Regions from separate parts of the Mus musculus genome. Here regions 1 and 3 are each linked to region 2. Evidence: chromatin contacts called from public HiChIP or PLAC-seq data. All regions are on one chromosome and are shown on one strand. Each heading gives the region's core, a stretch centred on a gene start, on an enhancer-like site or on the middle of the called end of the contact. The rest is flanking DNA. Distances are from core to core; before and after follow the strand shown.

Evidence for each region. HiChIP or PLAC-seq counts read pairs in DNA pulled down with a chosen protein or histone mark.
Region 1: a contact with region 2 is called in an H3K4me3 HiChIP or PLAC-seq map of embryonic limb bud, with 21 times the contacts expected there. The contact joins the enhancer-like site here to the promoter of Flrt3 in region 2. A contact is called at or near these places in 8 of 39 promoter capture datasets (the 3T3-L1 cell line, embryonic stem cells, frontonasal cranial neural crest and 2 more), 3 of 484 Hi-C or Micro-C datasets (the 3T3-L1 cell line, cortical neurons and uterus), 11 of 115 datasets of contacts at active chromatin or transcription factors (astrocytes, embryonic basal ganglia, embryonic forebrain and 5 more) and 2 of 9 other capture datasets (adipose tissue and embryonic stem cells).
Region 3: a contact with region 2 is called in an HNF4G HiChIP or PLAC-seq map of pancreatic cancer cells. The contact joins the enhancer-like site here to the promoter of Flrt3 in region 2. A contact is called at or near these places in 16 of 39 promoter capture datasets (the 3T3-L1 cell line, 3T3-L1-derived adipocytes, cranial neural crest and 10 more), 12 of 484 Hi-C or Micro-C datasets (the NIH/3T3 cell line, bone marrow-derived macrophages, cranial neural crest and 7 more), 18 of 115 datasets of contacts at active chromatin or transcription factors (astrocytes, bone marrow-derived macrophages, craniofacial prominence and 10 more) and 4 of 9 other capture datasets (adipose tissue, embryonic stem cells, liver and 1 more).

Annotation. Positions count from the first base shown.
Region 1 is chr2:141,554,783-141,558,895 of GRCm38.p6, reverse strand. The region is part of intron 6 of Macrod2 (mono-ADP ribosylhydrolase 2); the gene reads right to left. Among named protein-coding and RNA genes, the nearest start is that of Gm25583, 84 kb to the left of the region's middle. Within about 2 kb of position 2,480, at least 4 of the 459 cell types and tissues checked have an H3K27ac peak or open chromatin away from gene starts, as enhancers often do. A contact at or near this core is called in embryonic limb bud, where this site is marked.
Region 2 is chr2:140,669,438-140,673,734 of GRCm38.p6, reverse strand. It overlaps Flrt3 (fibronectin leucine rich transmembrane protein 3), which reads left to right and starts at 2,259. Exons shown (of 3, transcript NM_178382.4): 1 at 2,259-2,489. The region is part of intron 3 of Macrod2 (mono-ADP ribosylhydrolase 2); the gene reads right to left.
Region 3 is chr2:141,270,771-141,275,289 of GRCm38.p6, reverse strand. All of the region lies in intron 5 of Macrod2 (mono-ADP ribosylhydrolase 2), which reads right to left. Among named protein-coding and RNA genes, the nearest start is that of Gm25583, 370 kb to the left of the region's middle. Within about 2 kb of position 2,484, at least 33 of the 459 cell types and tissues checked have an H3K27ac peak or open chromatin away from gene starts, as enhancers often do. A contact at or near this core is called in craniofacial prominence, pancreatic cancer cells and second pharyngeal arch cranial neural crest, where this site is marked.

The DNA.
Region 1 (4,113 bases), core at 1,231-3,730, 880 kb before region 2:
TATCTGTAACAGCCAGACTCTGTGTATCACCGTGCTGGCAGACAAATCCCCCCAGCCCACACCAAAGCCAGCTCACCCCCAAGAAATCTTAAGGTGGGAAAAGAAAAGGCTCCCCAGCCAAAGGCGGAAACTATCTCCTAGAAAAAAAATGTTTACATAGTTTTGTCAGGCAACATTCCAGGATGAGACTGAAGCCAGACAAGGATGGGTCAATGGCAGACAGGGCCACTCCTTGATGTGGACTGCTTAGGCATGCACACCTTTGGGCATCTACTAAATCTTTAATCTCATTTTAGTTTATTGAAGTTGGACTTGGGAAAGTCCCTGAATCTTTGCCCCCTTTCCTAACACAGCCATAGTCATTAAATCTTCTTTATCAGCTTTCTACTTGAACTAGGTTATTTAATTAGCTTATCAAAGGTGGGTGGCCAAACATGACTTGTGACCCCCAAGCTTGATGACATAAAGAGGGTTCAGGGGACAAGCCCTCAAGGAAGGTTGTAATGGTGATTCTATTTTAACTAACCAAGACAGTGCAATCCATGGAACTGTGAGAGCCCCAAGGAAATCCAACAAAATTCTGTACAAATCTTGAACAAGCTCCCATCTGACACATACATTCTGTCAAACTGTTCACACAATGTCTGTTGATACACAAAAGCAATGTTTCCTCATCCTGCTAAAGCCTACATGTCCCTATCCTTCCCCAGTTTGAAAGCAAACCCTTCTCATTTCTAGGCCTTGATAAAAAAAAAATGCTCCTGCTAAGAATATGTGGAGTCAACAGTTTGAAAGACAAGAGCAGAGGGGCAATGGGGCCCACTGAAGACTCTTAAGCAACAAAGTGTCAGTGATTTAAATGTGTAGGATTTAGGTTCTATATTGGAGGAAGAAAAGGGAAATTAAGATAAGAGCTGGGGCCTAACTATAGGTCCCAGGTAAAAAGCAACAATGAAACAACCCCCCCACACACACACACACACACAAACAGCCCATGGGGAGAGGGGTGTGGAGAGGCAGAGAGAGAGAGAGAGAGAGAGAGAGAGAGAGAGAGAGAGAGAGAGAGAGAGAGAGAGAGAATACGTTTGTACGTGTGGATGAGCTTTCATTACACCTAATAATTTCTATTCAGCAAGAGTCTCCAACCTCCTCTCTAACTAGGGGTTACTAATTTGTGTAGCTATGACTCTGACATTATGTGCCATTAGCACTAGAGTTGATGTTGAGAAGCAGTCCATTACTATTAAAAGAAACCTTCTGAAAGCAACAGTGGTCCAAGCGTAGCCTAGAGAGGAAGAGTATACGAATGGATATCCTCACCTTTAATCCCAGCACTTGGGAGGCAGAGGCAGGCAGATTTCTGAGTTCGAGGTCAGCCTGGTCTACAGAGTGAGTTCCAGGACAGCCAGGGTTACACAGAGAAACCCTGTCTCGAAAAACAAAAAACAAAAAACAAAACAAAAAAAAAAAAACAAAAACAAAAAAAGAATAGATATCCTCAAAGCCTGGGGGCTGGGGGTAGGGATTTTATATATATATGTATATGTATATATATATATATATATATATATATATTCTTGCGTGGGTATTTAAAGAACAAGAGAGCATTAAAACTTTTCAAATGACCACTTGAATATGTATTAGTCATAGTTTATGGGTTTTTCTTTTAAATCTATTAAGAAACATTTGAGAAAATAATACCCACAATTTTTCAATTCTGCTCAATCTACACCAGCAATTTAAATATTTACAAGAAATTCTTAATGGGAAGACTGAACTCCTACAGTATTTTAAAGCCTGATAGTGTTACTCCATTATTTCCTCCACTGTGCTCCCTAGCAACTTCATTGGACACGCCTGTAGCATGCTCAGAGAATGTTAACAGATGCTAAAAAGTTTTATTAGCTGATTTATTAGGCTACCAAGGGTCATTTTTCTGAAAAACGAGGAGAGAAACCCAGACACAACAGAAGCTAGAGAAATCAGAAATCAACCTTTGCAGAAATGGTGGCCAGTAACTTTTTATTCCTTGTGTTAACATACCAACCTAATGTAAAACAGAACAAGGCCAGTACCAATGGTTTTAGCAGTTTATTTTCTTGTAAGAGAAAAGGTTCAGGCAAAGTGTGAATATAAAAGAAAAAAATAGAATGTAAAGAAAATGTAGAGAATGTAACAGATGTGTGGTTTAGTATATTTATAGGAAATAGAAATTTAACTGGAATATGCTTGTGAGTTGTCTCTCTTAAGGTGTACAATTAAAAGGCAATTTTATTTGTGTACATAGTTAATGTTATTGGGAAAATAAATGAGTCACGTGACAACTTCTTCTTTTGTGTGAGCAAATATATGACTGAATTCTAGGACCACCCATCAATGGTGAACTTTGGAACATAGGATTGGTTTGTTTAGATACTGTGCTTCCAGCCCTGGGAAGGGCACTGGGAAAGTGTGCAGAGGAAGTCATTGGTGAGTAAGTATTGCCAAGGAGGAAGAAGTCATTTTGGCACTCAGTATTGCCAGGGAGGAGCATCATATTGGAGCAGCATTCCTTCCCAGCACTCTCAATAAGCATTGCTTCGTCAGGAATCAACTGAAATTCTGAACAGATATCTAGAATGTGCTCCTTACAATTGTTTCTCAGCCTTTTGGCTAAGATCAAGTACAGAATATGCTCCTTACAAGAGCGGTCTTTTACAAGACCGGTCAGTCCAAACTGGTTTCCTAAACTGTTTACTGCTAAAGACTTCAAACCCCGAAGTCTTTCTTCCTGTGGCATCTTAGAAAAGCAGACCCATAATTCCTAGAACAAAAAAAGACACAGAGAGAGACAGAGACAGAGAGAGATAGAGAGACATAGAGAACGGAGTAACCATTGTCCAGGACAAATTCCAGTACTGCAGGTCACATATTAACTAAGCCTGCTTCCTTGCAGTACAGGATCTGCTTCTCCCTTTGGAAACCTTTAAGAATGTGTCCCTTGCTTTAGATGACCACCACACTGCATCACTGGCCTGCCAGCCTCTCTTAATAAAGCACTTACCTGAAGGCAGCTGGAATCAATCCTTTCTCGCTGAATCTACCCCATTTTTCTTCTCCCTCGCTGGTAACCTTACATTTACCTCTGTGCTGATCTTCTGGGAAATTAAGCCCTCTGAGCTACTCAGAGACTGAGATTACACTTACGTTTCATAGGAGAACCTCACATTCTCAAGCGCACTGCTAATTCTTGGTTAAACCACAGTGATGTAATCACCGATGCACTTTGCAGTTTAAAGCAATAAACACAGCCATCGTTTTGAAACACTTCTGCAGATTTTCAATCATGCCGGAATCTGTTTTCCTGGATCCTAATTAACCCCAAATAAAGGTTATTTGCATTGTCCTGATTAGGCTAAATTTATTTTTAGTGGACAGTGTGAATGTGTACTGGGGACAGGACTACTAAGGCAGGATGAGAATACAGAATCAGGACATAATGACAGATAAGCTTGCCATTTGCTAAGTACCTGTGGCTCACCACCTCTTTGTAATTTCTGTAGCCAAAGAAGAATCAATTGATATTTAACCATTTTCTCCCATGCCATCAGGTTATTAAAAGAACATCACAGTGCAATTGTTAAATGGAATGATTTTTATTGTAGTATACATGGTATAACATATTTCAATAACTTGAATACAACCTACCAACACTTTTAGAATTCCAACACATCATAACCCATCAAATATAGGACTGAAAGCCATCCTCCTTATTAATCTTCTGAAAACACTACTTTTTATTTTTAAAATAATACAATTGATTTTGAACTTCTTCATTACCTTTTTTGAGCCACCTTCTATTATATGTTACAGAGCAAAATGATGTCAAATGATGTAAAAAGCAAAAGAGAGGGAAAAACATTTCAGCCAGATTGGCCTAGATTTGACTTCATTGCCCAAAAATTCGGATGTCACATGAGCTGGTTTTAAGTCTCTGTCATTTAAAAAGTCATGATTGACAGTTCACACTGCTCATTAATACTAAAGCAATTGTTGATAATTGTTCTGGGTTTCAGTGTCTAATTAAAGCTAAGTGGCTAGATTTGCATACAATAAACAATAGAAGTGACTTGA
Region 2 (4,297 bases), core at 1,010-3,509:
GGGGAAGGGCAGCCAAGCTGCTAAGTTAGTTCAGGCTGGGGGCAGGGGATGCCAGGTAGGGACTGAGGAATGCTGGGACCGCTTTGATGTGTAAAATATGTACCTTGGTCCCTTGTCCCTAGTCCAGAACCAAACAGTGTCTCTGAGAGTGCTAGGCCTGGAGAATTGAGTTTGGCAGGAATGGTGGAAGGAAAGACCTGATTCCTGTAACTCATCTTCTGACCTCCACGTCATGACTGGTGGGTCTCTCCCTACCCACACATACAGATAAATGTAATTTAGTTTTTAAAAGGAATATATATGTTTGTAAAAAGAAAAGATGGTAATGAAGGTTCTGTTAAGATTTGCCTCTAAAGTTAATACCTTTTGGATAGATTACATTTTTGACAATTTCTTGCATGTGCTACATTTTCAATTCACCGCTTGGAGGCGGGGCAGAATACATAGCTGGCATTCAATAAATTCTTGCTGTCTTTATTTCCCATGCAATGAAACCAAAGCAAGGAGCAGGTCCTATGAGGTCGTACAGCAAATGGCCGAGTAGGGAAATGCATCCTCAGAGCACCTCTCTCCCAGACCGGCCAGCTTTCCGTTAGCACACCTGTAACCCACATTTCCCACTTATCTTTCTTTTCTGTTGAAGGCTTTCAGGCAGCTGAATGGAGACAGATCTGATTAAATATGGATATAAGCCCACAGGAATTTGGTCAGGCAAATTTTTCCTTTTAAAATAGAATCAACTCTCATCTGAAAATGGTTTCTAGAAAGAATTATTTCAAACAATAATTTAATCCAGGTGTTTGATTTTCAGTAACTGAAATCACTCCTATCCTTTCCTGAGAGGTTATCAGTTACACCTACTTTTTCCATCAAAAATCTACGGCCACCTCTCAGTTTAACCTGCACTACTGAAGACTTCTGAGAAATTGGCTTTTCAATAGATGTTAACATGCTAAAGTCCTACTTTCATTCAGTGGGCCATTCCTCAGAAGTCAGCAAGAGAGCAAGCATAGAACAATAGGTGTCGGAACATCTCTTATCGAGGGGTCACCTTCCACTCCTGAGAGCACCCATTCTCAGAGGGGAGTTCTAAAGGTCAAACAGCTGCCAAACTCAAGTTAGGAACCACGTGAAGCTAACGGAGAGAATAGCCATGTACTCCTAAGACAGACAACTAGCCTTCAGAGACAAACAGACCATTTCCTAGAAAGGATAAAGTCATGAGCTTGTTAGAATCAAGCAAAGAAAGAAGGGAAAGGAGATTGCTATTTGGGTAAATATAGAAACAAGATTCGTCACTTAAATTCACTTACTTAGGAGAAAACTTACAAGTCCAAATAACAGAAAACTGATGATAAAATTATACCTGGAAATTAAAGTCTTGGAATCCTGTTAATTAGGCAGAGAAATCTTAGTGTCTTGCAACTGTCACTATTTATTCATGTACGCAAATTAAAATGATTTAAACCTGGAAGAACCATTTCTAACAGATATTTTAAGATATTGATGACTGCAGCCATGCTCGTGGCAGCAAAAACCATAATAATAATAATAAAAAAGAATGTAGTTAGGCTCAACCCTTTTAATTTTAGGGAAGACTGATAAATATGAGTGATTGTATCTTCCTAGTTCTGAAGTAGAGGTATACCCTTATGCACACATGTAGGTGGTCTCTCTAGTAGTACATAAAACAGTCTTCATTATGTGAAAATGCATGTGGAAAAAAAAACCTTTCTACTTCCCAATAAGACTGCTTTCTTCAATATTTTTCACTGTTCTTCCATTTTCTCCCTTCTCCTAAGTAAATCACCATTTGACCCTGCTTTCTCATTTGCCAAATCAATATTAGTTGGGATTGCCATCCTCTGTTCTCCACAGTTACGATTTTAATGTAATAAAAATAATCTGACTTTTGTTAACTTATTTTTGGTACAGATGGCTTGAGCATCAGACACCTGTTTCTCTATTGTGATCTTATAAATATTCTCCTAGCGTGCTTGTGTTTTTCTGAGTGTGCTATCACTACCTTGCAGTAGTAAACTTTAGGGAGCGCGGAGATTCCAGAGTTGCTGCCTACAAACCAAATGGCATCTCAGCTTTGGCAAACTGAAAGGCTCATTTCGGCTTCTCTCACCCCCTCTAGCGTTGGCAAAGCTCATCTGTCTGATTATCCAGTTACCTCACTGAACAAGAGCTGGGCTAAGTCCTGCCCACCTATGACATCACCCCCTTCCTCAACCACTGCGAGGTGAAGCTTTAAACTTCAGACTTGGAGGTGGGCTGCGCGCAGTCAACTGGATGCTCTCGCGCGCAGTCCTCAGCGCAGGAGTGATCTGAAGCAGGACCGCTCAGGCTGCAGCTGCCGTGGCTTTGTGTGCACTGGATGCCGCGCTCCGGAGACGGGGGAGGGTTTTTACTTCAACTCACAGGCAATGGAATTACAGCTGTAGCAGCAGGGTATAAAGGATTGCTTTTTCCTCGTCTTCCTGGTAAGTGTTTTCCATGCTTTTTCTCATAATTGTCCCAGAAACTTCGCTTGCTCTTACTCTCTAGAAGGAAATGACTAGCTTGGTTCCATGAGGGATCCAAGTAGCCACGTTTGCTCTGTCAGCAGGACGGGTCAAAGATGTGCGTGCAAGCCAGCTCTAGGGAAAGTCTTACAAAATAGCCGAATGTTATAAGTTTCTTACAGACTTAAATCATTTTTAAAAATAATAAATAGCTCCTCTCTGTTTCAAGCAATTTCTATCCGCGCAGAGCTTCACGGAAAACTGCAGTTGGAAAGTTGAGTGTTTGAGATAGGAGAGGCAGATTTTTCTCGGCTACAAAAGCGAAAGGTCGCTAACTTGGTGTGTACTGTATGTGTGGTATGATCACCTATCGCTGTTTCTATAACTGTGAAAGAAATCAATAACCCCTCAGCCCATGAGTACGCAGTACATGAAAAGCATACATCTTGCTCGCCGCCAGCAAAGCTGCGCTGGGAGACTGGGATGCCTCTGTAGAGGATTAACAGCTACACCTAGATTTGAAAGCTTGCACTGCTTATCCGGCCCCAGCTCCTTCAGGCATTCCGGGCTCGGGAATCTCAACTAGTAAATCCAACTCAGAATCTCCGGGCCAAACCATATTCCCAGTCCAGGAGACTGTCAAAGCCTATCGCTTGGGCGAGTGTAGAATGTGACTAGCATAGTAACTGGGTAGTCCACTCAGAAAAACTAACAAAGCTCACCCTGGAAGCCGTGCTTGATGTATGCAGTGAGGGGAACAGGGGAGGGAAGCCTCATCAAATGGCAAAGGCAGAGTGTCCCTTCACTTGCAACACACAGTGAAAAATATTGTATTGATACAAATGCGTTAGACCACAAAGCTTCCAAAAGGTATTTAAGTGTATCTAATTAAAAAAAATGTTTTTCAGTAAATTATGTCTGAAACAAAATGGTTGCATAAAGGTAAAGAGTGCAACAGGCCCATCTTTTCTCAACATTGGGAGCGGGTTTATTACTTATTTAGAATGAAAAGGAGATGGAAAATGTTGGTGTTTTCCAAATTACAAAATCAAATGGTTTTTAATAATTATTTTGATTGTTCTCAATAAATCTATGCTTCAAAATGCACATATTTGCTGTGTTATTGGGATGAAACAACATGGTCAAAGCCATGAAAAGTGCTTCAGCTGTGGCTATTCCTTTATTCATCCTTAACTGTGTAAGAATACCCTAACCAGTATAAACAGAAGGATGAACCTGTCAGCTCCCAGGCTACGATCACTTAGGCTTGACTCAGAGTGACAGGTGACTGACACCCATCTCTTTGGAAATGAGCAAAGAAGGTAATTCTTTTAAAGTGCCATAACATATTATTATCACTACAAATATCAACAAGCATAATGGTATGACTGTGCAAAGGCTGGTTATCACTTAGCTTCACGTATATGTGTATGCATATATATATATACTTATCAGCCTAAAATGAGGAAAAGGGTTAAAAATGTCATTACATGTGTTCAACTAAAGAACAAGAAATACCAGTTTATTGTTTTACTAGAAAACTCCCAAGGGTGAGAAACTATATTAGCAAATGAATAAACACAGTGAATTCATTAATAGGGTATTCTAATAGTGGCATCAATCAGTTATTAATTGGGCTCTTTTTTTTTCTCTGCATACCCTTTTGAAAATCGATTCTGGTTAGGTTCAAAATGCCCAATTAAACAATTCCTGAATCTGATGTTTATGAGATAACAGCAAATAAAGGTGTTTTTTTTAAAACAAAAATTACAAAACAAAACAGGAAA
Region 3 (4,519 bases), core at 1,235-3,734, 600 kb before region 2:
AAGTAAATGTGAAAAACAAGACAGCAGAAGACTATCGACTCCGTGAGCAGGTCATAGATAGTCATAAGTTGTTAAAAAGAAAACCTGATTGAAATCCAATGTACTCAATTTTTCTGTTCACTGCAAACTAGGAGAGTGGAGTGATGTTGGGTAGGGAGTATGGGGCAGGACTATAGCAAGTCTGAGTCTAGCTTGGGCTATATAGGAATTTTTTAAAGTATGGTGAAGTGACCATTCAATCCAAAGGATGATTCAGTCTACCGGAGACAATGGATTTACATTGCAATGCATAAATTATTAAAAACAGAGAAGGAAAGCATCCAATGGTGAAACGAGCAGAAGGCTTGGGAAATTATTTGCAGAGAGAAGATCCAAATGGCTGATAGTGATATGGAAAAAGATTCAGTCCCATTCTTTTCAAGCACATGCAAATTAAAACCACAGTGAATACCAGCACACACCCTGTAGAATGCTAAAATTTCTAAGCCGTATTATCACCTAGCAATGCAAGTCCTCACAGGTATCTATGAGAAATGAACACAACTGTTCACAAGAAAACATGTGCAAGAATACTTTTCTCAGCTTTGCTTCCAACAGTAAAAATTATGAAAAAGAAAAACTCAAATGCCCACCAAACAGATGAATGGAGGTATAAATATTGATCTATACATAAATGGGACCCTATGCAGGAATAAAGAGGAGTAACTTGTGTGTGAAGCAGTATGGATACATTTTAAATGTTTTATTGGGCAAAATAGTTCACAACAGAAAAGGAACTGTGGGACTCCACGTGACATGAGGATAGCCAAAGTGTAACCACTAGTTTGCTTTTTTGGTAACCCTGTTTGCAAACCAAACATTGTGGTTAAACTAGTCACCTGATCCGGCTGTGCTAACCACTGTTATCTGGAGTATTTTAAAGGGGCATTTCTAAGGCTGGAAAGTATGCTCAGAAGTTAACAGCTTGTTCTTCTTGCAGAAGACCTGGATTCAATTGCTAGCATCTACATAGTTGCTCACAACCATTCATAATGTCATGTTCAGGGTTTCAGAGGCATTCTTCTGATCTCCCTGGGCACCAGGCACATAAATGGTGAACAGACATACCCTCATATACTTAAAATAAGCCACACCCTCATATACATAAAATAAACAAATCTTTTAATTGAATTTAAAAAGTGAAGTGGCATTTCATATAAGAGCTTTGGAGAAAGACTAGAGTTAATTATAGTTTTCTGTGTCCTACCTATATGACCTGACCCAGAATAGTGGCTGCTCATGTGGAGAGAATGAAAGGAGAAGAGGCAGCAGGGGAGGGGGATCCTGGGATGTTGACCATGTTCTCTTTCTTGATTGAAGGTGGTCATACAACTTCCATAGACTTGAAATTAGTGCAACACACAATCTGACTTAACTCAATTAAAAAGAAATTAACACAAGGAAAAACACAGTCTGCCATCAAAAGGCAGATTCAAAAATAATTCCATCAGTAGCTTTAATTCCACCAATAAATTTACTGCTTGTGGGATTGAAAACCATGCCATACAAAATAAAGGTCTGTAGGATTTTGTCTTACAAGTCTTTACCTTATACATAACCAATGTCCAAATTAGTTTTATCACATAATCCATAATAGGCAATGGGTGTAGGAGGCTTTTCCCTTGCCATTCACATGAATACCTACCTCCTGAAATACAGCAGGATTATATCCCACCATGATTGCCTTTCCATATTTTAATGTTAGAAAATGTCTAAATAACATAATCATAGCCATACTTCCAGAAAGACTCTAGCCATGCGTTATTTTATACAGGATAACATTTATCACCTTTGTAATCAAATTATTAGAATGCATCATCTGAAATCAGCCATACCTAAGACTGAAGAGAATGAGACTACATATCTAGTAAGAGCACTTAAGGAAACGCCAAGGGAGCTTGACTCCAATAGCTGGCATTTTCATTGTGCTGTTACTGGTCGATTTCTCTAACCAACCAGTCAGGATATTATATCGCCACTGAACCGATAACTTCACACACTGAGGTTGCTATTCTCAGACTGACCAAGACAGAGAAGGATAAGACATCTTTCCTTTAAATTGACACCAGCTGCTCCTTAACTGTCCCCACATGCATTCTTATCTTGCTGACCAATCCAAGGAAGCCCCTTAAACACAAACATCTGTTGCCCATTTATAGTAATTTATACACAAAAATAGTTCTATCAAAAACCACTTATGCTTTGCCAACAATGAATGTGTACTTCCAAAAAAGAAAAAAAAAAATGAGCCCTTTGCCTGCACCTCAAGGTGATTTCTGACCCCACATCCCTCAATCCTTAATGAAAAGAAACATGATTTTCACACCACAGTTCCTTCATAGAACTTCCTTCAACAAAGAGATCTTTCGGTGTGTGCTAGCCGCCCCGACACAAGCTTCACTGGAAGACATGTTTAAAGGGCAGAGGGCATTCAATTTGGGAGAACATTACAAGCAAACCAACTCCATCCATGTTTTATATTTAGGTTGATCTTAAAACATAAACAAATAATAACACTAATGTAAAGCAGAGTGTTTGTGGAAACACTGCCTGAGTTCAAAAGTATAAAGGATTCTGTAATTCCAATTCTTATTCCCATTGTGTTATTGTTACTATTAATTATATAACAGTACAGATAGGACTCAGAAGCCAAGATGATGGTGGGCATGGCACCTAACTCACACCTTGTGCTGTATGAACAAAGGAGAAAACTGGAGGGGTTGGCATTCTAACTCTGAGTTTTGGCTATTCTGATTCCCTCAAGGAAAGGCAACAATTCAATAAAAACAAACTGTTGTAATCAGAAAAGCAAATCATCTTGCATCCCCTAATGAGAAATTTCTGCTGCATCTCTGTTTCTATACTGTTAAAATGATGAACTCCCACTACCAGGAAATTATCCTCAAGAAAACACTAAATCCATCCTGTAAACACAGTACATATCAAGCCATTGATGTCTTCTGCATCTTACTCGATACTTCAAAAGTCAGCATGTGTGTCTAAAGAGAAGTTCTGTGGACAAAACTGTGCAGTGTTGCTCTATCTCGAGATCCTCAAGTTTCCTGTAGGACACACAGGAAACTGATCACTCTAAATCATGTGAGTAGAGCCCCCTGCCCAGGAAACTTCTTCGGGGAAGGATTACAAAAAGGCATTTTCTAGTTCAGCAGGGAGAGGATTCTGTGTTCATATTTCCATCTTGAGCTTGTCATGGCATTTTTAGTGTTAGTTTCAAGAGTAATAAGGCCCATAAAATGTCAGTCAAACCCACCACCAGTGGGAAGTGTGCTGGAATCTGTTACATAATCAGCATGCCTGTTTCAGCCCAACACCAGTGGCATTCTCTGCACCCCCCCTGTCAATACTGAATTCACGACTTTCAAATCCCAGGTTTCCTGTGCCTCTGAGGTGCCAAGGAAACCAGGATGATGGCATTGTGATCTGCTTGAGTCAAACCCCAGAGTCCTGTTGCCTAATAGATTAATGAGTCACTTCACTCTCCCAGGTCTCTTTCCCCTGAGTAACAGATTATCAGGAGGAGGTGGAAGGAAGGGCAGAGCAGGGCACTGCTGACAGCTGCAGGAGAGTCTGGAGCCGCCCTCAGCCACTGCAGCAATCAGTTTCTCCCTGACACCCACTTTCAGATGGAAGCTTGAATACTGAAGTACTACACATAGCGTGACCTCATTTACTAGAGGCCCACATGTCCGTCATTCCGTTCTCTGGGCTCACTTCACTTGAGGGGGGAGAATGAGCAGAATAAGTTCTCAATTTTAACTCCAAATTTAAACTAGCTATCACATAATCTTTGACCAAGTCTTAATTCACTAGCTATAAGTTCCAGATGAAAGAACTCTGTTGGACCTGGGTGTTGATCACCTTCTAATATGTTTGTCCCAAGAATACATGTCAGCCAAAGGAAACTATTCACATTTGGGTAAAAAAGGTCCCTAATTTTTCTTAGTTTTATTTCCCAACTACATTCAATAGTTTTATGACTTTGTAGCTTGAACATGTTCTTGTAGTAGGTGAAGAAAGGGGTAAGCAGGGATTGAGGAAATGGGCACACCACTCATCACAACCCAACTTTGATCCCGGAAACCCATAGTAGGAAAGGACTAAGTTCCAGAAGTTGTTATCTGACCTCCACATATGTACTGTGGCACATGTGAACTAGTACACACACACACACACACACACACACACACCAAGAACAACAATAATAAACAATAGTAAAGAGATGAAGAAATTTAAAATTAACTCAACAGAAGCAAGACTAGTAATGAGAATGGAGGAGGGAAGATTGGATCTGGAGGAAGAAAACAATGAAAAGAGAAAGTATGGAAATCAGAAAAAGAGGAGGAAGTAAGCACAGAACACTGAAGGTAGAGCAAATAAAAGGAGGAAGAAATAAAGAAGAGGTTGGTATCACAGTTGGGTTTTCTTGATATTCCTAGCATGTTAAAGAAAAATCCCCACA